Linked DNA regions of Sparus aurata: region 2 is linked to region 1. The links are chromatin contacts, called in public Hi-C maps. All regions are on one chromosome and are shown on one strand. The core of a region is the stretch at or near the end of the contact, and the rest is flanking DNA. Distances in the headings are between cores, read along the strand shown.

Region 1 (5,517 bases), core at 1,741-4,240:
AGCGGTTACTGAACAGAGCAGGACGTCTTGCATTCACAGCAACACGGAGGAAATGGAAACAAACCAAACAGAAGAGAGGAAAAGATGCGGAGAGGATTGTCGCTCGAGATGAATAACGAATATTAAAACGATGAGGATTGCATGGTCGCAACTTGTGACTGAAGCTGCGAGAGGCCCCTTCAGGCAGCAGCTCCTGCACCTCCTCTTTGTGCATTATGTCTTTAATGTATAAATGATGACATCTGCAGAGGAGGTGAAGTAGTTCTCTAAAGAGCGTTTCTCACCAGCGTCAAAGTCGAGTTCTCCAAACCTGGAGGGAAAATCCAATTTAGCCTGTTTGTGCTCTGTAAACGACGCCGCTTGATTTGGTGTCAACTTCGCCAGGTTTAGTGAAAACTGAAAAAAAAGTGATGCGTCAGAGAGTTTTTGGGGGAGAGAAAGTCCAATGGAGCTATCTGGGTTTTGCAATTCAAATTGATTTTGCCCGAGAATAGGACTGAAATGAATCCCATTCTGAATCATTACTTTTAATGAGTTCTAATATTTCATAGCAATAACGCCGCAGTTGCTCGGCTGACTGATGAGTTTCATAGTTCCGTGATTGATTTTTAATTAGACCTACATTCCTAAAGCAAATAAATAATATATAGAATATTTCGCAGCCTTCAGAGCGGGGAATTAATAGCTACAATAATTAGTGTGACACATGCTATAGAGCCTGAAACACACGAAAACCTGCACATGGAGGATGAAAAGGCCTCCAGGTTCATCTGTCTCTCCGGGCTAAATTAAATAGTTGACGAGAAAATGCTAATTAGATCATACAGTGACTTAACCCTGAGACGGTGCTTTTAATCATTTAAGTGGGCAAATATCTGTGAGAACGGAAATGGAATCGACGGCCAAGGAAAGAACCGAAAGAGTGCTTTTGAGCAAGTGCACTTTTTGACAAGTGTTTAGATATTCCACGCATTAAATTACATGTGCACACACGCGCTGAGCAGCAGAGTTTAATCTTTGCTCCACAGGGTCTGAGAGGAGAGAGGAGAGCGGCTCGGCGTGCCTCAGGCCGCGTCAGACGAGAGCGAGCAGTGTGGGGGCAGCTGCACAGGCACGGTGCCAGGGGCGACGAGGGCGCCACGCATCCCCTCCACCCTGCCGCCGTCATCCACAGTCTAGTGCCGCCTCACATGGACAGTAATAAGAAAAGATGCCCCTGCCATCTGGCTCCCGCCCAGATGACGTGCATCTGAGTAAAACAGCACAAAACAGCCACTTCCCCTCACAGCCAGCTCATCAGATTGTAATGGCTTCTAATAAAGAGCCGGTCTTCCGTCATTTTAATGAATTGGGTCTGTCAGTTAATGAATTATTAGAGCTTGTTCGCGCTTCTTGCTCTTGTATTGATGGGTTAGAAAAGCCCGTCAGTGCTGTGCGCCTGCAGTGCGTAAAATGATGGATAGACAATGTTTCTCATTAAGATGCTTTATAAATACAATTATAAATAAGCCTAAAATCAACTGCAGTGAACAGAGAGATTCCAGTCTCACGGATACCGAAACGTGCCATTTTAACTCTGCTCTGTTGGTAGAAATCATGATTCACACTTGCATTTATGTGTCTAACCACTGAGGGGAGTCATTGTACACTGAACAAAAGTTTAAAAACAATTTCATGAAATATTATGCACCGACAGATACAAAACTTGATATGACGTTGAAATATATATATTTTTTTATCAACCCATCACTTATGGTAGAATAAACTGTAAATACTGGTATGATAACTGTCAACGTTTATACCACATTACACCTTGACGCTGGTATATTAAATGCCTGTAATGTAAAAGTAATTCTATGACAAACCTTTTTTCGGATCTTCTGCTCGTCATACCGAATTTGTGTAAACTCTTTTAGGCCAAAGGATCCTCCAACTACGAGCAACTGAAAACATAAAAATAGGTAATGTTAGTTACTTTAATCCTAAATGCTGATGTCAAGGCAATGAAGAGCATTTGCTACAATAAAGGATAGAGGGTGTTGGTTTGGAATAATGGACATTACATCACAATTACATTTATTCCCAGTTGACCTTGATACATTTTACAAATAAGCATTTGATAAAAAATAATTCAACACTGCCGCAAATCACAGTACAGCCTCCAAAGTGACTATAAAGTTGAAAAACACCTCCCTAACACATACTCTTCATTGTAGTCTCCAGCTTTAAGCATTTAAGGGAAACTTTAAAGCACCACCTGAACAACCAGTTGTCCCTTACATGTCAACACTTAATAGTTAAAGCCTTAACACTGTTTACAACCTACTTCTAGATTTATGAATCCTTTATTTTATTCATAAAAGCAATAGAGAAAGAAGATTCCATTGCATTTTCTCCTTTTACACAAGACCATGTGCTTATTTAAAACTACTACATTAACACTTGGCCTTGATTAACAAGTGGACAAGTTTGAAACCCTATTCTCTTTGAAAGACAACACAAAAAGGGCGATTTTTACTTGTCCAATCTAGATCACAATGAAGCAACTCTACAAAACCACTTGTCAGATCTGGACTAGATTAAACCAGACAAGCTAAAGACTGTTTAAAACCCAAAGTTGGGGTTCGGGAAACATTTATTATATTCTATTCTGGAAAACAAAGGCGATCACTAAGAACAGTTCATTATCATGAGCAGACAGATAAAATACTAACCTTTAGCAGACTTATGTATCCTGCACTTGCTAGCTAAAGTGTTAGCTAACACAGCTAATCAACGCTCAATAAACACGTAAACACTTCAATATTTAAGTTACTTACGAGCATGGGGACTCCATATCTAACTGTTTTGTTTCTCCGCAACGCCCTTAAGTTAAACATGACTTTTCTTGTCAGCTACAAGTCATTTTACTGACAACAACATCGAGCAGGTCACAGCTCGGAGGCGTTTCCTGAACGGGTCCGACGCTTAAACTGTCCGTAGAGCTGTCGAGATACGAAGGTTCCGGTGTGTGTCCGTCGAAATATATTTCTTTAATGACGAGAATTAAAATTAGAATTAGCATTAATGTCAGGATGGCATTAATTAATTTATGAAATTTGAAATAAATTGATATCATTAATTTGCTTCAATATTTATTTACCTTCATATTAATTAAACTGTTTATTTATTTCCACATTTTATTTTCCATTTTAGTTATTCATTTATCTTTTGAAAATGTTTACATGTAACCGATGAATGAATGTTTTATTGTTTATTTTATTTTTTAAGGATTTTGGAGGTTTCAGTCTTCCATAGGTAAATGTTTAAAAGGGTTTGTGCCAAAACCTCTGTTGTTGTTGTTGTTGATGATGATTTCATCTTGTCATCTTTTGTCTCATCTTTAAAAGCTACAAGGAAACTTCTCTTTTGATACTTCATAAACCGACCTGTGGACAGGCATCAAGAATAACAATATAAATCACTTTAAATAGCCAGTCCTCTGGCTTATGTGTTGTTTATGTAGGTCAGATCGCTGAGTCTGTTTTTGGGGTTGTTGTTTTTTTTTGTTTTTTTTTTACATTTTTAATGTTTTCCAGCCGTCTCTGCAGCCACTGGTTTCATATCACACACCTCTCTGTTGGCTCTATAAGGTGTTTCCACTTAATTTGCCTCATTAGAGCTTTTCACAGCACTTTGTCTGTGCTCAGGACAGGTGCTGCACCTGAATGCATCAGGTTTATTGTTTTTACGGCTGAACCAGCACTGGATTACCAAAGGGCAAAACAGGCAACTACTAATGGGCCCCAGCCCTCCAGCGGCAGCCTCATATAAGAAAAATCTAAGAATACAAAACTCTTGAACAGAACAAAAGTCCTGAACTGGTTAATAAAGCCCCTACAGATATCACTCAGAAGAAGGTATACAACTTTTAAACTTTACAGAGGTACGATGCTCCACCAGCTCTGCCACTATGCTGCCGGTTTCCTCCACTTCTCTTCCTGCAGGTAATCTCTAACCTCATGTGGGAGTATTTAGGCCAACATAATCATTTTAATGAGCGCGGATCCTGTTCTTGCCTGCTTTCTAAGGGACATAAAGATATATATGCATACAGTTTTATGATGAAGACATTTTCTTAAGTGCAAACTGTAACGGTAAATCCACCAAGAGCACGAGTCATCCCTGCGGCAAACAGAGAATAAGAAGAGAACGTACAGCAATTTTTCTTTATTACAATTTTCGTCTCTTATTTTCAATCAGGTGAAGAAAAATACCTTTTTTTGTTCAGTATAATAAAATATGTTAACTTTATTCATTTTATGAAGAAAAAACAATGACAACAAGAAAATAAAAACAGAAACAAACATTTTTTTTTTTCTCTCTCCCTCTTTGTAAACCTGGAGAGCTGCTGCATTGCGTGGGAAGCAAATACAACGTAGACAGAGTGTGAGGGAGCAGGGAGGAGGCTGGAGAGGTTTGGGGGGGGGAGGCGGAGGAGAAGGAGGAGGAGGAGGAGGAGGACACAGAGGAGAGTGACAAAAAGATAAGGCCAGAGACATACAAAAAATGAGCATAGTAGGACAGGAGTGTGGTGGAGGGGCAGTTGGAGGACGTGGCGGTGATCAGAGCAGGTAGGCTGGTGGTCCCGAGTCAGGACGACTGACGACAGAGTGTTCAGAGGTCGCTCTCTCCGTACAGAGCGGTCGAGAACGACATGTAGTCGAGGGCTCCGGGCACGCCGTCGGGGCCGGTGTAAGGGGCCATGCGGGCTATGCAGTACTCCGCCTGGTCTGGAGGCAGCTCTCGGCGCAGCTCGTCGGCTAAAATGTAGTTCTGTCGAGGAGCAGAACAATAATGTTACGTTTTAGGTAAGAAAAGCAGCTGAAAGCACTAAAAAGATTCTGTAATGTGATATTGGGCTGGCAGAACAAATTCAACAAGTAACAAGGAAAAGAAGTCCGACGAGGTATTAATGCGTCTCTCAATTTGCCAGCTGAAGTATTTTTTATGGATTTATGTCCCCCCTTTTTCTGGTGGTTTCTGGTTTTGAAGTTCCTTGATTTGAAACAGACTACTTGGTCAAGTCTTTAAACCTGCATTAACTAATCGTTTGGCAGCTTACAGGCAGTGGAAACACAATACTGACAGCACCTTTAAGGTTGATATGACAAACCTTTTACCTATTAACACATCCTGCAATGTATTTTCTTCCTGTTCCTGTTTTGTTGATGGCCTGTGTATAAGAATGGTGCGTAAAAGTGTATTATTTACTCACTATTTTGGAAATTATAGACTGGAGTTATCAAAATTAAGCAGTGAGCATGAACCAAAATGCTTAAGTTGGCCCCAAAAATCAAAACAATGAGCTGAAAGATGCTAAATTGCTCAGTTGAGCTGAAGGGAAATGTAGAGTTATATTATTCAGAAGACGAGCAACTCCTCTCACATCTAAGTAGCCACCCATTGTTACTAAAAATTCTTTCTGTATTTGTATTTTCACTTCTTCACATTTTTGTATCTCTCCCACAACCCTTA
Region 2 (5,517 bases), core at 2,198-4,697, 140 kb after region 1:
TCGGGGATGCCAGCCCACAGAACCTCCAGACTGTGGCTACGGACCTCCTAAGGCTACCGTATCCTGCGCTAGACCACTTTCACCCGCTACGGGGCCCAGCCAAGACTTTAGACCGGCGGCAACTGCGTGTAAGGAGAGGCACCAAATGGACACTATTCAGAAAAAAAAACAACCAGGAGAGGGCGCTACACACTTCTGACACCTACGTGGAAGGTGTGCATTCACCTCTGATATAAAGGAAACCATATCAGAGCAGCTGTTAAAAAACAACTAAATGTTTTTGGTTAGAATGCCCATCAGCATCTGTAATGTGTTTTTGTCTGGAAAAAAAAAATGTAGATGAAGCAAAATTAAAAAAATAAAAATAAAAAAACACTAGGGGCTTTCTGTTGTGATCTGCCAATTAACTATGTATGTTTTGTGTAATCTGAGTAGAGACAAATTGACCCGAATGCTGCTTCATTTAAAAAAAAAAAGAAAAAAAAAAAAGAAATATAATAACAGTGTGACAGGATTACTTTTTAAAGCTTGTGTTGTAAGATACGCAAGAAAGACTAGTGATCTCTTACCTGCCAGCTAATCCGTGAGGAGAGGTTCTCAACGATGAGTCTATGGTCGGTCCGCACAGGAGGGCCATACCTGTCCGGTCAACAGGGAAAAAAAGTAGAGAGAATTTTTAAATAACATTTTCTTGAATGAGGGAATGACAAATGTTTGACTCTTGTGGTTTTAAATGCGTCCAAATCAAACTGGAAAGTCATAAGTGTTAAATATAGACTGTGAGAAAGTATTCAGGTTGATATAACAGACAGTGTAGCTCCATGTTCATGGCTGTTATGTTTACCTACTTTGCGAGCCTAAAAGCTGTGTCAATATTTGCGTTTGATGGAGTAGTGGAAAATCGAGTTCACATTAATGACTACAAGTAATGTCAGGAATCTTTTTGATCTACATTTTCTGTCACGTTTGCAATTACTCCTGTTGACAACCGTTTTTTTCTAACTCTTAGCTTTAACCAATTTGGTGAAAACAGGTTACTCAAAGATATTATTAAGCAAAGGTACCTGGATCCACTGCCGCGAGATGGGCGATAGCCTCCACCGCCGCCGCCGCCGCCACCACCACCGCCGCCAAAACGTCCCATTCCAGGGCCGCCACCTCTTCCTCTTCTGGAGCGAGCGTGCTCGATTGTGACTCTGAAAAGAGAAGCAAGACATACTTAGTTTCAATCCTTGGATGACCTACAAATTAAATGTTACACATATCTATGAAATAGAAAATGTCGGTAGTTGATTGTGAGAAAATGGTCGGTGAGAAGTCTTGTTGTTATTTAGATATCTGTGTGGGCTGACTCAAAATATTTATTGGACTAAACAGAACACACTGCAGGGACATCATGAGTGATTTCAGCACTGTGACTTATTTATGTCCTCACAGCTTGGTGGGAGTAACATGGCTTGCAAGCTCCTCAATTCAAGATGTTACAAGAGCTATACCAAAGCTAGTTTAAGTGTTTGAGGTGTCACCGAAAACAAAACAGTTTTGCATCAAAGTAACCTGCTGGGGTGGTCGTCAGTTGCACCCACCATTCAGTCAGAGGGAACGTGTCGGAGTAAGGGACTTAGAACAAAAGGAGCCATCCAAGATTAGATCATTACCTTTCACTGCACAGTTCCTTTCCATTCAACTCGTACACAGCGTCATCTGCATCTCTGTGGTCATCAAACTCCTGAGGAGAGACGAAACCACGGATTGTTTGTTGTAAAAACGAAAAATAGGACAGGTTAGAACTCGTAATTCACACAAATTGGTCAGTCACACTCACCACAAAGCCGAATCCATTCTTGAGGTTGATTTCCCGAATCCGTCCATATCCCTTGAAAAATTTCTCCACGTCCCTCTCTCTGGCATGTGGGCTCAAGCGGCCGATGAAGACGCGACAACCACTCATTGTAATCTGCGGAAATGGGAAAACACGGGACTTGGTAAACATTAAACCAGAAGGTGGAGTAAAGATGGCTTAAAATGTGATGCATGAAGGTCAGTATGTTGACCTCACATAGCCAACAGTAAATTTCAGCCAGAGGGGCTTCCAAGCTTAATTAGTAACAGATCTGTTACTGATGAGCAAAGCAGTTACATGGCAAACGTTGTGCAGCACCAACCCCCAACATAGCTTCAGGATCAAATACTTATTTTATCTGATTTTATAAGCTCATAAACACATAACTAACATTGATTTTTGGGTTGTGCAACACTACTTAGAGGTCAGAGAAGGGTCACATTAAGTCTAGCCTGAGAGTGACAAACATGATTAGCATCAAAGCCACATGATAATCTAGGTTTGGTCAAGCCAGTTTCAGTAGAGTCGTTTAACATCACTCTGTTTTCACCAAAAGCCCGAAACAAAAGCCCGAAACTAACGCCCCCCCCCCCCAAACACTCATTCATTCAGTTCCTAGCTTACCAGGTAGGCCTACATCTTGCATCCAGATACAAAGACTCTAACCTAACTAAAATGGTTTTCAAAATGTTTTGCGGGAGGTGTCTATCGCGATACGTTTTTCCCCACACATGTACATTTCAGAGATGGTGTTACATGACGTTTTTTCATATTTTGTCGTCCCTTCTCGATTTTATTATGCTGGACATCATTTTAAAGGCACTTTGCAAAATTGCAAATGTTACCAAAGCACCAAAATCTACAAAAGCAAAGGTTGATTAAGTCATATTTAAAAATACGCCAAACAATAGCCGATTTACAATCGATGGGACCGTAGTGATCTCGATTAGAAAGCATTAGTAAAGGCCCAACTTTAACCAGCTAGCTAACGTTAGCTACGAGGGACACGCTGCGGTAAGTAGGCTAATCGTTTAAGTCTAAACTCACTCAATTATACGTCAATTCCGTGTGAAAATATCTGCAATGAAATCTAAAAATGTACCAAATGCCATCCTAGTTTAGATGGCCGATATTTACTGAAATTTGGGTGATCTTTAAACGGCCTGAAAACGTTTTTTTGTGGCGTGGTCGATCCATGCCGGCCGCAGCTCGCCTTGAGGTCGACATTAGCTAGTTCACGTTAGCAACGCGAGCTAGCCACCTAGCTTTAGCTACAAAGACGTTACTGTTCAGAAAATACGAGCACCGCGGTTAGCTAACTTGAAACCGTAGACTTAATTCAAACATTTAACATTAAACAAGTACAATCCTCACCGTATCTGGTTTCCTCGGAACGTCTCCGTTTTTGTTGTTTACGTCGCTGGCTTCCTGCAACTCTGACTGCCTCGTCTGAGCTCTGCTCGGTATTAAAATGGCGAGCGAGTCGAAAGAGCGGGGAACAGGAAATGCTGCTACACTCACGTTGCCAGTTTGGGGTTGCTCATTAACTTCCGCAGTTAATACGTAACTTGTTTTGAGTTGGCGACTTGGCTCCATTTCCGTGCACACACATACTGCAGAGGTTATATTAACTTATCATGGTTAAATAAACAGAAACAAACGTGAATCTTTTTTCTTGTTAAGAAAATTGGCGGAGCTTTTTAGCTCTCCATAAAGAGGGATGCAACACGTATTTGGCAACCCACTTCACAGTCTATGTAAGCAAGCAGGAGAGCTGGAAAACATCTGATGTTTTTACAGTTTTTTAAACTACCTGCGCACAGTTCCATGTAATTATTTATATTTTGATATGTGGTTATGTTTTATGTTTATTTTGATATTGATATATTGCTGCTAATTGAGGCTGATGACAGTGTTGCTGGCTGCTTTGTCAGCCCAATGTGATCTTCCTTCATGTCCTCATTATAATCATTTCTACATATTGCTCCTTATTTTAAATCTGAAAAACGTTAGTATCCTTTTCTTTGCTAAAATAATTTTGTCATCACCCACTGTATATTTAGGCACACAGCCCAAATGAACCTTTTCTCACTTTTTGAGGGTGACACCAATACTGATATTGGAGTTATGTTAAAAAGAATACAGATAATGATACATAAGATACATAACTCAAACAAAATCCTTCATCAGGCTCCTATAAATTCGTTTTCCAAAGACCAAATAAGTACAAAGTGAGATGTTTTATGGATAAAAAAAATCAGTTATTGGCAAATATATTCACTAAACATGATACATCTATGATTACCTGATATTAGCCCATATGTTTGAGTAGTGGCATCTAGAAATTGTTAATGTATAAAATGAAATATCTGGTTTGTAGTTTGTATCTAGTGAAAGTAAAACTATTTAAAGTTAAACATCTGACAGATCAAATGAATTGCGTCGTATTGCTGCTTAAATTTACAAAACAATCCAGTATAAAAAAGTCACAGCCTGATGTAACCACACATGTTAAAGGTAAAAGGCCACCTGTTGAAAATACAGCTGCTGCTATGTGAGGCTGCCATTAGCTATTTCACTGAGTTAGCAGTTCAGCTAGTGGTGTGGGAGCTGGGAAACCACAGGACTGTCTGTGTTTACACCGCTACTACAGGAGCTTTGGACCGAAACAGGCCAGGGCTAGCCAGTTAGGATGCAAACTCCAGTCGATAGCTCTGCAACACAGTATATAGAAGTCACAACATATTATTTCTTTCACATCCTGTCGATAATTTTAGTTATCGAAAAACATATGTCATCATCCAGTATGTATCGTTTAACTGCCCACCCCTATCCATCCTTTAGGTTACAACAGAAGAGGCACAACATCTCTTTGTTATTCTGTCTCTTTATTCTAGTACTATATCATCATTCTTGAAATTGTCTTGGGTTAGGAAAAGGAAATACAAGGTTAAGGTTGACACAGTACGATAGAAAAAAATACCTGTCTGGTTTGCTCTGTAGAAAGTGCCAAAGACTGGAATACTGGAATACTGATCACTGTACAGCTCCCTTCAACTCAAAACGTAAACCAAAGGATCTGAACACAATACACTTGGTGAAATGTAAGACTACGTCCAAAATAAAGAAGAATATAGCTTATTTAAGAAACATGAAGAAGAAGTCAAATGATCAATTTGCACTTTCAACCCCATTTTTGAAGGTGTTCAGCGGGAATGAGACGAATGCCACCATGAGGAGTCACGTGATTTCCTTCCTGAGAGAGGGCAGCTGTTGTTCAGCACACTACAGCAGGAGGGATGGGACGAGATTAAAATCACAATGTTTGTCATCACCATTATAATTACCGCCGTCGTTAAGATCGGAGGGGGGTTGACGTTCACGGGGCTGTTCACCTGCATGAATGCTAAAACCGCAATGACCACAAATAACCTCATGACATCATGTTTTACCTGGATGAGAAACTGATCTGCTCATTGCAACGAACACATCTTCGGATGTAACTTTTAAAAAAGGTTTGTTTACGATCGACAAAATGCTTTGTATCCACAGTTCACAGTTCACATAAATCATAAAAACATTAAAAAAAAAAAAAAAAAAGTGGTCTTAAAGGAATAGTTTGACATTTTGAGACGTACACTGTTTTGATTGACTCCACTCTTGTGCCTCTGGGA

The links. A called contact is a pair of places that touch in the nucleus more often than the background predicts.
Region 2: a contact with region 1 is called in a Hi-C map of an unstated tissue, with 2.7 times the contacts expected there. The contact joins the promoter of srsf5a here to the promoter of cox16 in region 1. A contact is called at or near these places in 2 of 2 Hi-C or Micro-C datasets (skeletal muscle and an unstated tissue).

The regions. Positions count from the first base shown.
Region 1 is chr16:6,764,222-6,769,738 of fSpaAur1.1, forward strand. cox16 (cytochrome c oxidase assembly factor COX16) reads right to left here and starts at 2,991. Exons shown (of 4, transcript XM_030443803.1): 1 at 2,820-2,991; 2 at 1,866-1,943. The coding sequence starts at 2,879. actn1 (actinin, alpha 1) reads right to left here. Exons shown (of 22, transcript XM_030443750.1): 22 at 4,195-4,815. The coding sequence ends at 4,657.
Region 2 is chr16:6,899,177-6,904,693 of fSpaAur1.1, forward strand. It overlaps srsf5a (serine and arginine rich splicing factor 5a), which reads right to left and starts at 3,448. Exons shown (of 8, transcript XM_030443791.1): 1 at 3,218-3,448; 2 at 1,826-1,957; 3 at 1,659-1,729; 4 at 1,065-1,196; 5 at 570-648. The coding sequence starts at 3,439. It overlaps LOC115597654 (deubiquitinase DESI2), which reads right to left. Exons shown (of 5, transcript XM_030443800.1): 5 at 4,713-5,517.